Regions from separate parts of the Mus musculus genome. Here region 1 is linked to region 2. A link is a contact called in public HiChIP or PLAC-seq data. All regions are on one chromosome and are shown on one strand. The core of a region is the stretch at or near the end of the contact, and the rest is flanking DNA. Distances in the headings are between cores, read along the strand shown. Region 1 holds the start of Bik (BCL2-interacting killer). Region 2 overlaps Gm32788 (a long non-coding RNA gene).

Region 1 (5,857 bases), core at 2,206-4,705, 260 kb before region 2:
TTCTCTGGCAGGATTCACTCAGTCAGCCGCAGAGGAAGCAAGGGTCATTAATTGTCCACAAATGTAACCAACTCACTGAAAACAGGATGCTTTCCGGGGGGTGGGGGGGATTCTGTCTGTGGCAGTGTGGCAGGACAGCTTGAAGACTCACTAGTCAATATGGCCTTCCAAATACCCCTGCCCTTCTACTAAGAGAGGTGGGAAAGGAACATAATAAGACAAGATGGCAAACTGTATGTACCCTGTGACTTTTCTTTCAAGGCAGGGTCTCCTGTTTTCTACATTGGCCTCCAACTCAATATGCAGCCAAGAATGAATGACCTTGAACTTTTGCTTCCTTCCGAGTGTTGGCCTCCACCCCTGGCATATGCGGTCCTGGGAGCTGAACCCAGGAATCTGTGTGTGTTATCCCGCCGCTCTACCAACTGAGCTACATCTCCAGTCCACAAGCTCTGGTTTCTTTGCTCTCAGCGAATCCAGCAGTGATTTCATTACTGTATATCAACCACCTTACAGTGACCAGCATGCAGGTAAGCCCTCCATCCAGAGAGAGTTCAGGCTATGATGGGCACCAGGAACCTAAAATTTGATGTTCCTTGTCTCACAGAACATGCAGGCTACGAATACATGAGATTATTTCAGACAGCCAAGGGCATAGGACAGAACAAATAATGGGTGAGATGTCAGGAAGGGTGGACATGGAGGGGTTGTCAGAGAAATGTCAACTGAGCAAAGACATCAGAAGATGAAAGGCCAGGGATGTATCACTCCGATGACCCCTTATAAACCTCCCAGTGCTACAAAAAAGGATCAACTGTGACAGGAGAGTAGCTCCATCACAGAAGGCCAGAGTAGCAAGCTACCTCCTCCCCTTTCAGCTTCTACGTTCTTCATATGCTCTGGAATGTTTGAGCCTGAGGAGGAAGTACTAGAGTTGTCTGGGCTCCTCTGGGAGGTGGACCCCATCCTCTTCCTTCCTTCTGGTGGTGTTGGGCTCTTACCTAGACCCTTTACTGAGCCTTCAGCATCCCATGCCCCAAGTAAGCCAGGCGGCCTGCTTGCTTCTTGGCCCCCTGTTGCTTAAAATACACAAAGCCCAGGGTCCCATCCCCAGATCTGGAAACAAAACAGATCTAGCTAACTTTAAAATGCTAACTAGGGTTCAGCTTAGAAGATAAGTTAAATGAGCCTGTCACCAAGTTGAAAAATGACACACTGCGTTTTCCAGCTCGGGATGAGAGCCAGCATCCTCTGGCAAAGGTGCACATTTTGAGTTAAGAAAGTTAAAAAATAAGCAATAAAGACCCATAACCCCAGGATCTCAGAGGCAGGAGAATTGAGAGTTCAAAGACAGCCTGGGCTATAAAGTGTGAGACCCTGTCTCCGAAATAGAAAAAGAGCAAAGCACAGACAACCTTTAAAACCTAACTCTGGAGGAACAACTGAGAAACAGCAGCTCTGTGACTTTGAAGGGGAGGCGCTGTAGTTAGATATGACCTGGGGGTCTCCAAAGATTGGGGTGTTGACATTTAATCCCCTTGTGAGGTATTTAAAGGGGAAACTCAACCTCACTGTGGGGTTTAGAGGCCGGACCTTTGAGAGGTGGGTAAAATGTACAATGTATGTCTTCTGCCAACAAAAGGGAGTCACCCAAGATGGCCCTCAACCCCACATGAATCACAAGCCAGAATAAATTTTACTTCTTTATAACCCAACCCAATGCACTGTATCTTATTAGCAACAGAAAGCAGACTAAAAGTCAGCACTAGGGAAGCAAACCGAAGGATTGAGAATGCGAGGCTAGCCTCTGCTACATAGTGAGGCCTTACTTAAGAAAACAATGGTAGTATACACAGAGCTGTGAGTTCCATCCCCAGCTACAAATAACCTGGATACAGTAACTATACCTGGAATCCTAGAACTCAGGTGGTGAAGGTAAGAGAATCAGGAGTTTCAAGACCATCCTCAGCTACATAGTGAGCTGGGGGCCAGCCTAGGCTACATGAAACTTTGCCTCAAAACAAAACAAAGAAAGTCTCAAATCCTGGAGTATAGAGGGGAGAAAATTGGCAGGGTGGAGTGAGAGATGTGGGGAGGGGCAAGGCTGGGAGGTCACGAGTGCCACCTGCCCTAGGCAGGACACTAGATCCAAAAGCAGCCAAGGACCCCAGGTGACCCTTAGGTGTATACTTGTAAAGGAGCAACAGTAAACATGCCCCAACCTAGTGGAAATCAAGGTAGCATTGCCGAGCTACTCAGCCACTTCTTGGGAAAGGTCCCTCCCCACCAGGCTAAACCACAACGCAGTTTACAAACTCAACAAACTGAGGTCCAGAATGGTGGAGGAGCCTGTAGAAAGCTACACAGTCAGAACAGAAAGTAGGTCACAGGTAGAGAGGTTGGTGTGGCCTCTAAGAAAGCCCTCCAGGCTTTGAAGGAGCCAGCTCTATGTAGCTGTTGGGACATAAGCCTATCTGAAATGAGGCCTGCTTCCCTGAGGTTAAAATTAAGGTTCACTGACAACTCCCCCATCCCCCAAAGTAGGTAGGAGACCAGCCTTCTTGAGAGCTGCAGCTGGCTCCAAACCCCTGTAACAGTGTTATCACCTGCATCAACGCCAACAACAATAAACAACACTTTGTAGGGGTGGTTCAGTACACTTCAGAACAGCAATTAAGTTTATAAAACAACCTGCATCCGCATCCTGAAGGCCACAAGGTGGAAAAGTGACACAAGTATTGAACCCCCAGTGCTGGTTGTGGCTGGTACACCGGCGACCTTGCCGGCCCCTCGGATGCACTCCCAGTCCCTGCGCCTGGGCGCAGGCAGGTGGCTAGGAGCTTCGGGGAAATGATGGTCTGAACTACCCAGGTCGCCTAAGAAGGCCCTTCTGCTGCCCCTCGAAGACCTATATCCCCGGGTCCCAGAGAGGACAGATGCGAAGCTGGATTCTGTCGGGAACAGGTGTGAATTACCAGGTCGCGGCAGGGACGGTGCGAATCCCAGGATCCCCGAGGGAGGGACAGATGCGAACTCTCCGGTCCTCGCGGAGACAGGTGCCGACGCCATCTTCCGCCTGCGGCCCGGGCTCAGCCTGGCCGCCCTACTGTGGCAGTGCCGCGCCCTGGTCTCAAGCTGCTCCCCCTAAGTTTTCGACAACCAGGGCACAGCGACAACGAAGGCCACTTGCTCAGCGCGCCCTAGAACCAGGACACAAGGGCCACCCCAGTGCATGGACGCACAGCGAGACACGCGGACCAGACTAGCACCTTCTGGGGTGTCAGACGCAGAGGGGACGTTTCAGAGCCGGGGCCACCGAGGGATTTGGGCACGGGTCCCCAACTTTCCAGCAACTTGGGCTAGGGCTGCAAGACGCTTACCTGCCAAGCTGAGCTGGCGTAGCGGCGGGCGAACTGCCCGAACACCCTCTCGGCTGGGACGCCGGTGGCGGAGTCGGGGGCGCTGGCTGGAGGCGGGTTATTGTGAGCGGCGGGCTGGACCCTGATAGGTGGCCGCGCCCTCCCCGTCCCGCCCCTTTAACTCCTCCCTCCGGGGCTCCAAATCCCCGGTCCCAATAAGTAGCTACAGAACCCCTGTTTTAAAGTCGTTAGCTTGCAGACATTCCTCTGTCGCCTGTAGACCTGCTACTGTGTCCCCGCCAGTGCGTCTGCGAGTGTGCTTTCCGCAGACGCCGCCTCTGCCATCGCCGCGGCCAAACCTTAGCAAGGGCTGTCTACTTGGTCCTCATAGTACTCCTAAAGGCTTGGTGCTTCTGTGGCTTCCCTTTGCTCCCGCCTGCTACAAGTTCCGCACTGCACCTCCAAATCTCCCCCTTTCCCCTCTCTCTTCTCTCCCGGTGTATAGGGAGCTCTCCCAGCCCTCCTTTTGGCGAAGACTTAGGGTGAAGGAGAGGATCGGTAGGAGGTGAAATCTAGAATTACAGGTGAAGTGGGAGGAGTTCAGTCTCCAGTGCCCTGGAGCAGGGGCTCCGAGGTGAGTAAAGATGGAGCACTGGCCGAATTACAAAGTAACCACTATCTATACAACAACAAAACTTGTTTATCCCAAGTCAGCTCCTCTCGGGATAGCAGAGGTCAGAATCTGGGGCAGGTGCCTCCTACTGCGTGCTTTGTCAAGTAGTCAGCTGGACTCTTCCCTCTCCTGTCAGGAGAGGGGTGGTGATATTTGGGGTTCCTTAAATCTTCTCCTGACACGGGAAGGCAGCCCCTCCCCCCACATGTTAGAAGGTCCTCGGCAGAATTTAATCTTAGAGGCCTTCCAATCCTGCCACTCAGATCTTTCCAGTTCTGTGGTCCTTCTGTCACCTCCAAGCCCAGAAGCAAATTGAACCCTGATCTTTGGCCATTAGCCATCAGGGATTGTCACAACCTGGAGTTGGGGGCAGGGGACCTTGAAGCCTCTCTGCCAATACATTTTGCAGATGAATTTGCAGAAAATTGAGACTGAGAGAAGAGAGGCAGTGACAAGGGGTCTCACAGTCCAGAAAGACCTGACCGGTCAGCAGATGCGTTCTGTAAACAGTAGACAAGGTGGAGGAAGGAGGCCAGTTTGAGGTCAGATGGGGACTTAGGGGCCCAGGGGAGGGGGTGAGTGAAAATATTTAGCCTGCAAGATCCCCAAGGCAACAGGCTGATCAAATGGGAGGCTAGCACAGTGACTCAATCCCTGAACGGCCTGCCGCTGGGGAGACTAGGAAGTTGGGTAGGTTCCGGGCAATATAGCAAGAATTCATTATTTGGAGGGGTTTGTTTATTTGTTCGTTTGCTTTTTCAAGACAGGGCTTCTCTGTGTAGCCCTGGCTTTTCTGGAACTCACAGAGATGTGCCAGCCCCAGCCTCCCTAGTGCTGGGTTTAAAAGCATGCACCAACCACTACTACCACCAGGCTGAGAATCCATGTCTCAAATTACAAAGAAAAACTGGGTGTGTTGATACCCCTGTCATCTCAGGTTTGGGAAGTTGAAGCCGGGAGGCCAAGGCGTTCAAGGCTACATACACAGTTTTCCAGTGAGTTCCAGGAGAGCCTGGGGTACAAGAGACCCTGTCTAAAATAAATTAAAAGAAAGAGAGACAAATGAAGGGAAATGGGGCAAAATCACTTAAATAAGAGTGCGCCTTCCTGTTAGTGCTCCATAATTGGGTCAGATGCAAGAAGTAATACAAGTGGTGACAATGGGGACCGCCACCTTCTGTCCCCAGGGCTCACATTTGCTCTTCTCTTCCCTTCTTTTGAAACATTTATTCATTCATTCTGTTGGAGAGGGGACTATGTGTGTGAAGGTCAGAAGACAACCCTCAGAGGTCAGTTTTCTCCTTCACCATGTAGATCCCGTGTTCTGTCCCTGAGCCACTAGGCTATGCACCCTGCTCCCTGAGAGGACCATACTCAGGGACTTGCCCCTTTCTTCTCTAGTGGCCTCAATCTACAGGTGCTGCTCACAGCTACCTCTGGATCCTCATAACCCCACTGCCTTCTGTGCCTGAGATCACTTGTGTCTATGATCCAGCTGACACAGACTTCAAGCCAAGTTTTGGCCTCGAGTTGTCTTTGGATCCTTTGTTTAACAAATACTGGTAGAGTCTGGTGCAGTGGCACCGGCAATCCACATTCTACAAACTGAGGCAGGAGGAATGAGAGTTTCAGCCAGCCTGGGGTACATAGTGAAACCCCCTGCCTTAAACTTGAAGAATGGGGGATTGGGGTATAGCTTAGTTGGTGGAGTGCATACCTTCTACTGGACCTGCCAGTCACTAATGGAGCTAGCCAGCCATGCCAGGGATCTCACTGTCCCCGACTCCCCAACACAGAGGTTCAAGCCAGCACTGCCACACAGGTC
Region 2 (5,658 bases), core at 2,842-5,341:
TCCTAGTGCTGAGACTAAAACTGGGTAGCCTCAGTGATGGCCCCAAGAACAGTTAGCCATGCCCAAGGCTTCCTGCATGCTGGCTTTTGAGAGCCACCAGAGTGAGTGACATGGCGGGGGCGGACCCTTACTCCTGTGTTTTGAGATCTTGGGATGAGGAGGCTCTACTCCATGGAAGAGCCTGTCTAGAGGCTTTCAATTGTTGAGCTTTGAAGCATACAGGGTCCTGCTTGGTCTGGGTCCAACTGCTCCAACCTGGGACTAGGCAGCATCCTGGTCTTTATCATTCTCTGAAGAGCCCTGGGGTCCCATCCTCACCCTGGAGTCCTGCACAACCCGACAATCTCATTGGATGTGCACCCAGTCCCATCCCACCCTGTGAGGCATCAGAGGGTCACCTCATGACACATCCAGACTACCTTCCTGGTCTTACGACCCAGATGTCCCACCTCACCCTCATCCCTGGAACCCAGGGGAACTTGGAAGGAGAGAATGGACAGCACAAAGATGTCCTCTGACCTCTGCATGTGTGGAGACCAACTTCTGTCTTAGTTAAAGTTTTACTGCTGTGAACAGACACCATGACCAAGGCAAGTCTTATAAAAAAAACAACATTTGATTGGGGCTAGCTTACAGGTTCAGAGGTTCAGTCCATTATCGTCAAGGTGGGAGCATGGCAGCATCCAGGCTGTCAAGGCGCAGGCAGAGCTAAGAGTTCTACATCTTCATCCAAAGGCTGCTAGTGGAAGACTGACTTCCAGGCAACTGGGGTAAGAGTCTTAAGCCCACACCTACAGTGACACACACCTACTCCAACCAGGTCACACCTATTCCAAAAAGGTCACACCTCCAAATGGTGCCACTCCTTGGTCCAAGAATATACAAACCATCACATTCCACTCCCTGGCCCTCATAGACTTGTTCAAAAACATGAGTCTATGGGGGCCATACTTAAACATAGCATAATGCAAATGCATTCAGTCCAACTTTCAAAGTCCTCATAGTCTATAGCAGTCACAACAATGTTCAAAGTCCAAAGTTCAAGGGCTCTTAAACCAGCTGGGCAAACTCCAAACTTAAACATAGCATAATGCAAATGCATTCAGTCCAACTTTCAAAGTCCTCATAGTCTATAGCAGTCACAACAATGTTCAAAGTCCAAAGTTCAAGGGCTCTTAAACCAGCTGGGCAAACTCCAAACTCTGCATCTCCATGGCTGATGTCAAAGGAGTCTTCAGATCTCCATTCCTTTTTCATCTTTGTTAACTGCAACAAAAGGCTTTCTCCTGGGCTAGTTCCACTCCCTGTGCCATAGAGCCAGGTGCCACCTGCTCCATAATAATAACAAATAGAAGGTTTTTAAAAGAAAAGAAACCAATGATAAGCCGGGCCTGGTGGCGCATGCCTTTAATCCCAGCACTTGGGAGGCAGAGACAGGTGGGTTTCTGAGTTCGAGGCCAGCCTGGTCTACAGAGTGAGTTCCAGGACAGCCAGGGCTACACAGAGAAACCCTGTCTCGAAAAAACCAAAAAAAAAAAAAAAAAAAAAAAGAAAGAAAGAAAAGAAAAAAGAAACCAATGATAAAGGAAGATGACTGAACAGGACAGACAGACAGACAGACAGACAGACAGACACACACACACACACACACACACACACACACACACACACACACACCTAGCTGCATGTAACAAATCAGCATGCCAGAAGCTGACCTTTGCTCTTCAAATGAGAGAGAAGCAGAAGCTTTGGGAATATGTAAAAGACTTGTGCAGTTTCAGGTCCAGCTCTCCAGCTGGCTTCCCTTCTCAGGAGCCCCCTTTTCTTCATGAACAATCCATCTTCATTTCCATCATCAGCCACGTGTGGCCCCAGTCCAAATCCTCATTATGACATTCAAGAACCTGGACGTTTCCCCCCCCTCCCCCAACCCTCACCGTGGGTTTTCTCTGGACTCAGGTTCATTCCTATAGCGTCAGCCAGACAAGACTCACCAGGCACCCACTGATCCAGCCTAGGAGATACTCTGAGCTGCATGTGGAGTACTGCAAAGACAAGAGTTTCACTGTCGTTGTGTGGATGTCCCCCTCCACGTGGGACATCAGGAATGACAAGTGTGGGGGGTACTTAGGAAGCCTTCTGCGGCCAGGGTGGGAAACAAGATCTTCTAGCCAGGCCTTCAATCCTGGCACTAGGGAAAACAAAGATATCTTTAATGTGCCATTCCACAGAAAACAGTAGCAGCAGAAACAGCTGTTGTGCTGGTTTGGTGCCAGAGAGTGGTTTTTCAACCCCTGACCCTGAGCCAGCAGTGGTGGTACATGCCTTTAATTCTGGCACTCAGGAGGCAGAGACAGGCGGATCTCTGTGAGCTCAAGGCCAGCTTGGCCTACAGGACAAGTACCAGGATAGCCAGGGATACACAAAGAGACCCTGTCTGGAAAATATGTCACCATCATCATCATAATTCATTGTTATTATTATTATTCATACCTCATAATCCATAGGGATTGTGGGGATTTGTTTCAGGACCGTCATAGTTGCCAAACCTCTTCCATAGAAGATGTGATAGAACCTAGTGGGGAAACCCCCACTCAATTCCCGATTCGGCGTGCACCCAAAAAATCACGAAGGACCATCTTGATGTAATTACATGAGGTCATTTAATGACGGAGCTCCGGACCAACATGCATCCCACACAGGAGATAATGGATGTCAGCCACGAGGCTCGGAAGCTAGGGGTTTTTATGGGGTAAGGGCCTTAGGGGTGTGGAATTCAGCATAGCAACACACTATTGGCTTATTCAAACATCAGCAGAAAAATTACATGTCCGTGCAGGGTGTCAGAGTTCTGTGAGTTGTTGACTCAGTTTAGATAGCCCTGTTATGTCTTCACATTCCTCTTTATCTTTAAGGTTAAGCTGTTCCCAGGAATGTTTTAACTACGGGGGATACCCAGGTTTGGTTTTCTTTATTCTCAGCCCCAGGCAGTCTCTACCTCACAAAAAACCAGCAATTTCTGAGTACTTTATATGACTTACAGGTCTTGAAATTTCATCTTTCTTTCATTCCCCTCTTCTTCTACTAAGTAATTCTAATCTTAGAATTTCAGAAGTCTATATCTCTATGTGGAGAATAGAAATCATATTCTTTTTCTATCTTAACTATAGGTTGGTATTGATGCTGGAGGACTATAAGCTATAACAAAAACATAATAAGAAGGAATAGTAAACAGAACTAGGCAGGGACCCTTCTAGTGAGGCTTGAGGGTCTCAGCATGACGCAGGTGCACGTAGATCAGACCTCTGTCTGGAACTGGTGAGATGTCCTTGGGGTATCCGGCTCGTTTGCTGTAGCCAGTTGTGACCAGACTTTTTTCTGCACCACCTGCAAGCCTTTTAACTTAACATACAGATTATTATTATAACAACATAGGTTTGAACACATCATTTTAGACAGTTATGGGCATGGGAGCCCCATAAAGGATCTCAAAAAGAGTAGGGCATGAGGAAGGAGCACCAAGTCTGCGCCAGTCTCCGTGGTTAATTTTGTCAAGGCCTCTTTTAGAGTTCTATTTATTCTTTCTATCTGTCCTGAGCTCTGAGGTCTGTACACACAATATAATTTTCATTTGACCTCTAAGTACTTGGCCACACCCTGACTTACCTGGGCAACAAAGGCAGGGCCATTATCTGACACTATTGTTTTGGCAGAAGATATTCATACACATATTTTTCTCAGTAAAGTCTATTTCCCAGTAGACACCAGGTCTGTCTTCCCAGTGTCTTTTCCCTGGATCTACTATAGTGTGGCAGACATTGACTCTTTGGCAGGGCACACCTTTGTGCAGCACCTGTTCCACAAGGTGTTTTAAACCTGGTACATGGCTTGGAGAATGTCTGAATGAGCTTGCTTACCTCTAAGGTCCACTGATGCATCTGTTTGATCACAGCTTCTGCTTGTCTTTGTGGCAGGATTTTCTTTCCCTGGAGGTGTATCACAGTCTCTTATTTTTGTTGAACTGTGTAACCTTCCCTCCCCAGCCTGAAACCTGTTTGCTCAGGTTTCACTGTTTGCATCAGGGTGGAGCCTGCCGCTCAATCGTTCAGCCACGCCCACTGCTGGAGCCTGCCGCCTTGCTGTTCTGGAGCCATACACGTGGTCACCCTGCAACTGGACCCCAGGATTACTTGGCGGGAATTAGCCCCTTCCCCTTCCTTCATAACTCGGTGCACGAATTAGTAAAATTGAGCTTTGATCAGAATTTTGTCTTAGCTATGCCTTTCTCTCGTCCCTCTTCTCTTCCAGATTCCAGGATGCCTTCCCAGAACAGAACCCAGACATGTGAGCCGCTGGCCGGACACAACAGAACTGGTGACTGGAATCTTTGGAAATAAGGGATAAGTCCTCTGTTGTGTAGGCAAACTCGGGCTCCGTTGCCAGGAGCACCAGCAGGGCCATGGCTGTAACTGTTCGTGCCTCTCAGTCTGTCATGTTGTTGCCCCTTGCTAACATGGTATCCCTCTTCTGGTGACTAGGACAGTGGGTGATGTTTACCTTGGCAGGGTCGTGGAGGGCCTCAGTAGAGCCAGCATTTCTTCTTTGTTCTTATTTTCTTTTTCTTCCCGGTGTCAGTAGACTCCTCTGTTGATATATGGCCTCATAGACGTGGGCTGTGGCAAAAGTGTACCTGCTATCTGTGTAGATGTTGAGTCTTTTGAGCCGATGTGTCCTCTGGTGGGGCCTGTCCAGCTACCACAGCTGCTCCAGTATGGTTTTTTTTTTTCCTTCCTTCAGTTTGTCTATAACTTGATAGTCTTCAGACTGTCAGGATCATTGCTCTTTGGGATGCCTGTTTGGCGGTTAGATCTGCCATCAGATTTCTAGCCACAGCATCTTAGGTCTTTCTCTGCAGATGTCAACAGCCCTCTTTGTCTGTATATTGCTCTGTACAGTGGCAAAAGCATACCTGCTGTCAGTGTAGACTTCTCTTTTGCCATTTATAGAGCTTGTATCAAAGCCACAAGTTTAGCTTTCTGTCTACCACTGCACTGCTGTCCCCACCTTCCGCTTACCTTCAACCACGAGGCTACTGCCATCCGTGTACCAGCTCGAACTCTCAGGCCAAAGCTGATCTGATCCTTCAGATCACTTCAAGTATCCGTTTCTTCTGCCAGAATGTCAGCACAGTGATGAGTAGGTGAAGTCTCAGGCAGTAGGTTAGTGAAGGTCACTAGTTCAGTCAACAAAAAGCTCTGATAATGTGTCCATCGGTCAGGGGGACGGTTGGATAATGTTTTCAAGAGCGTTAGTCAGCCATCGGTCAGGGGGGCTGAACCACACTTTCTAGGGCATGTGCCAAGTTTTGTCTCAGAGTCAATTTATCTGCGTCCTTGACCAGAAGCCACTATGTGCAGACAAGCAGGCCATCCTACAGCCCCAGGTCTAATTTCTTACAAGTATGCCACAGGTCTTTTCCAGGGTCCCAATCTCTGAGTAAGAACCTCTTTGGCAATACCTTTGTTCTCAGTCACATCTAGGAGTCCCATAGCTGGGGATGACATTAGGGCAGTCTTAATGGCATCCAAGGCCATCCAAGGTTGTTCTTTATTTCTCTATACGAAGGGCTGTTTATCTCTTTAATTAAGCAAAACCTGG

The links. HiChIP or PLAC-seq counts read pairs in DNA pulled down with a chosen protein or histone mark.
Region 1: a contact with region 2 is called in an H3K4me3 HiChIP or PLAC-seq map of embryonic stem cells, with 16 read pairs. The contact joins the promoter of Bik here to the enhancer-like site in region 2. A contact is called at or near these places in 4 of 39 promoter capture datasets (the C10 cell line, liver, neutrophils and 1 more), 1 of 484 Hi-C or Micro-C datasets (bone marrow-derived macrophages), 7 of 115 datasets of contacts at active chromatin or transcription factors (bone marrow-derived macrophages, embryonic stem cells, neural tube and 2 more) and 2 of 9 other capture datasets (adipose tissue and pancreatic islet).

What each region holds. Positions count from the first base shown.
Region 1 is chr15:83,524,460-83,530,316 of GRCm38.p6, reverse strand. It overlaps Bik (BCL2-interacting killer), which reads right to left and starts at 3,455. Exons shown (of 5, transcript NM_007546.2): 1 at 3,381-3,455.
Region 2 is chr15:83,269,859-83,275,516 of GRCm38.p6, reverse strand. Gm32788 (a long non-coding RNA gene) reads left to right here. Exons shown (of 4, transcript XR_384278.4): 4 at 4,309-4,562. Among named protein-coding and RNA genes, the nearest start is that of C130064B19Rik, 13 kb to the right of the region's middle. Within about 2 kb of position 4,091, at least 6 of the 459 cell types and tissues checked have an H3K27ac peak or open chromatin away from gene starts, as enhancers often do. A contact at or near this core is called in embryonic stem cells, where this site is marked.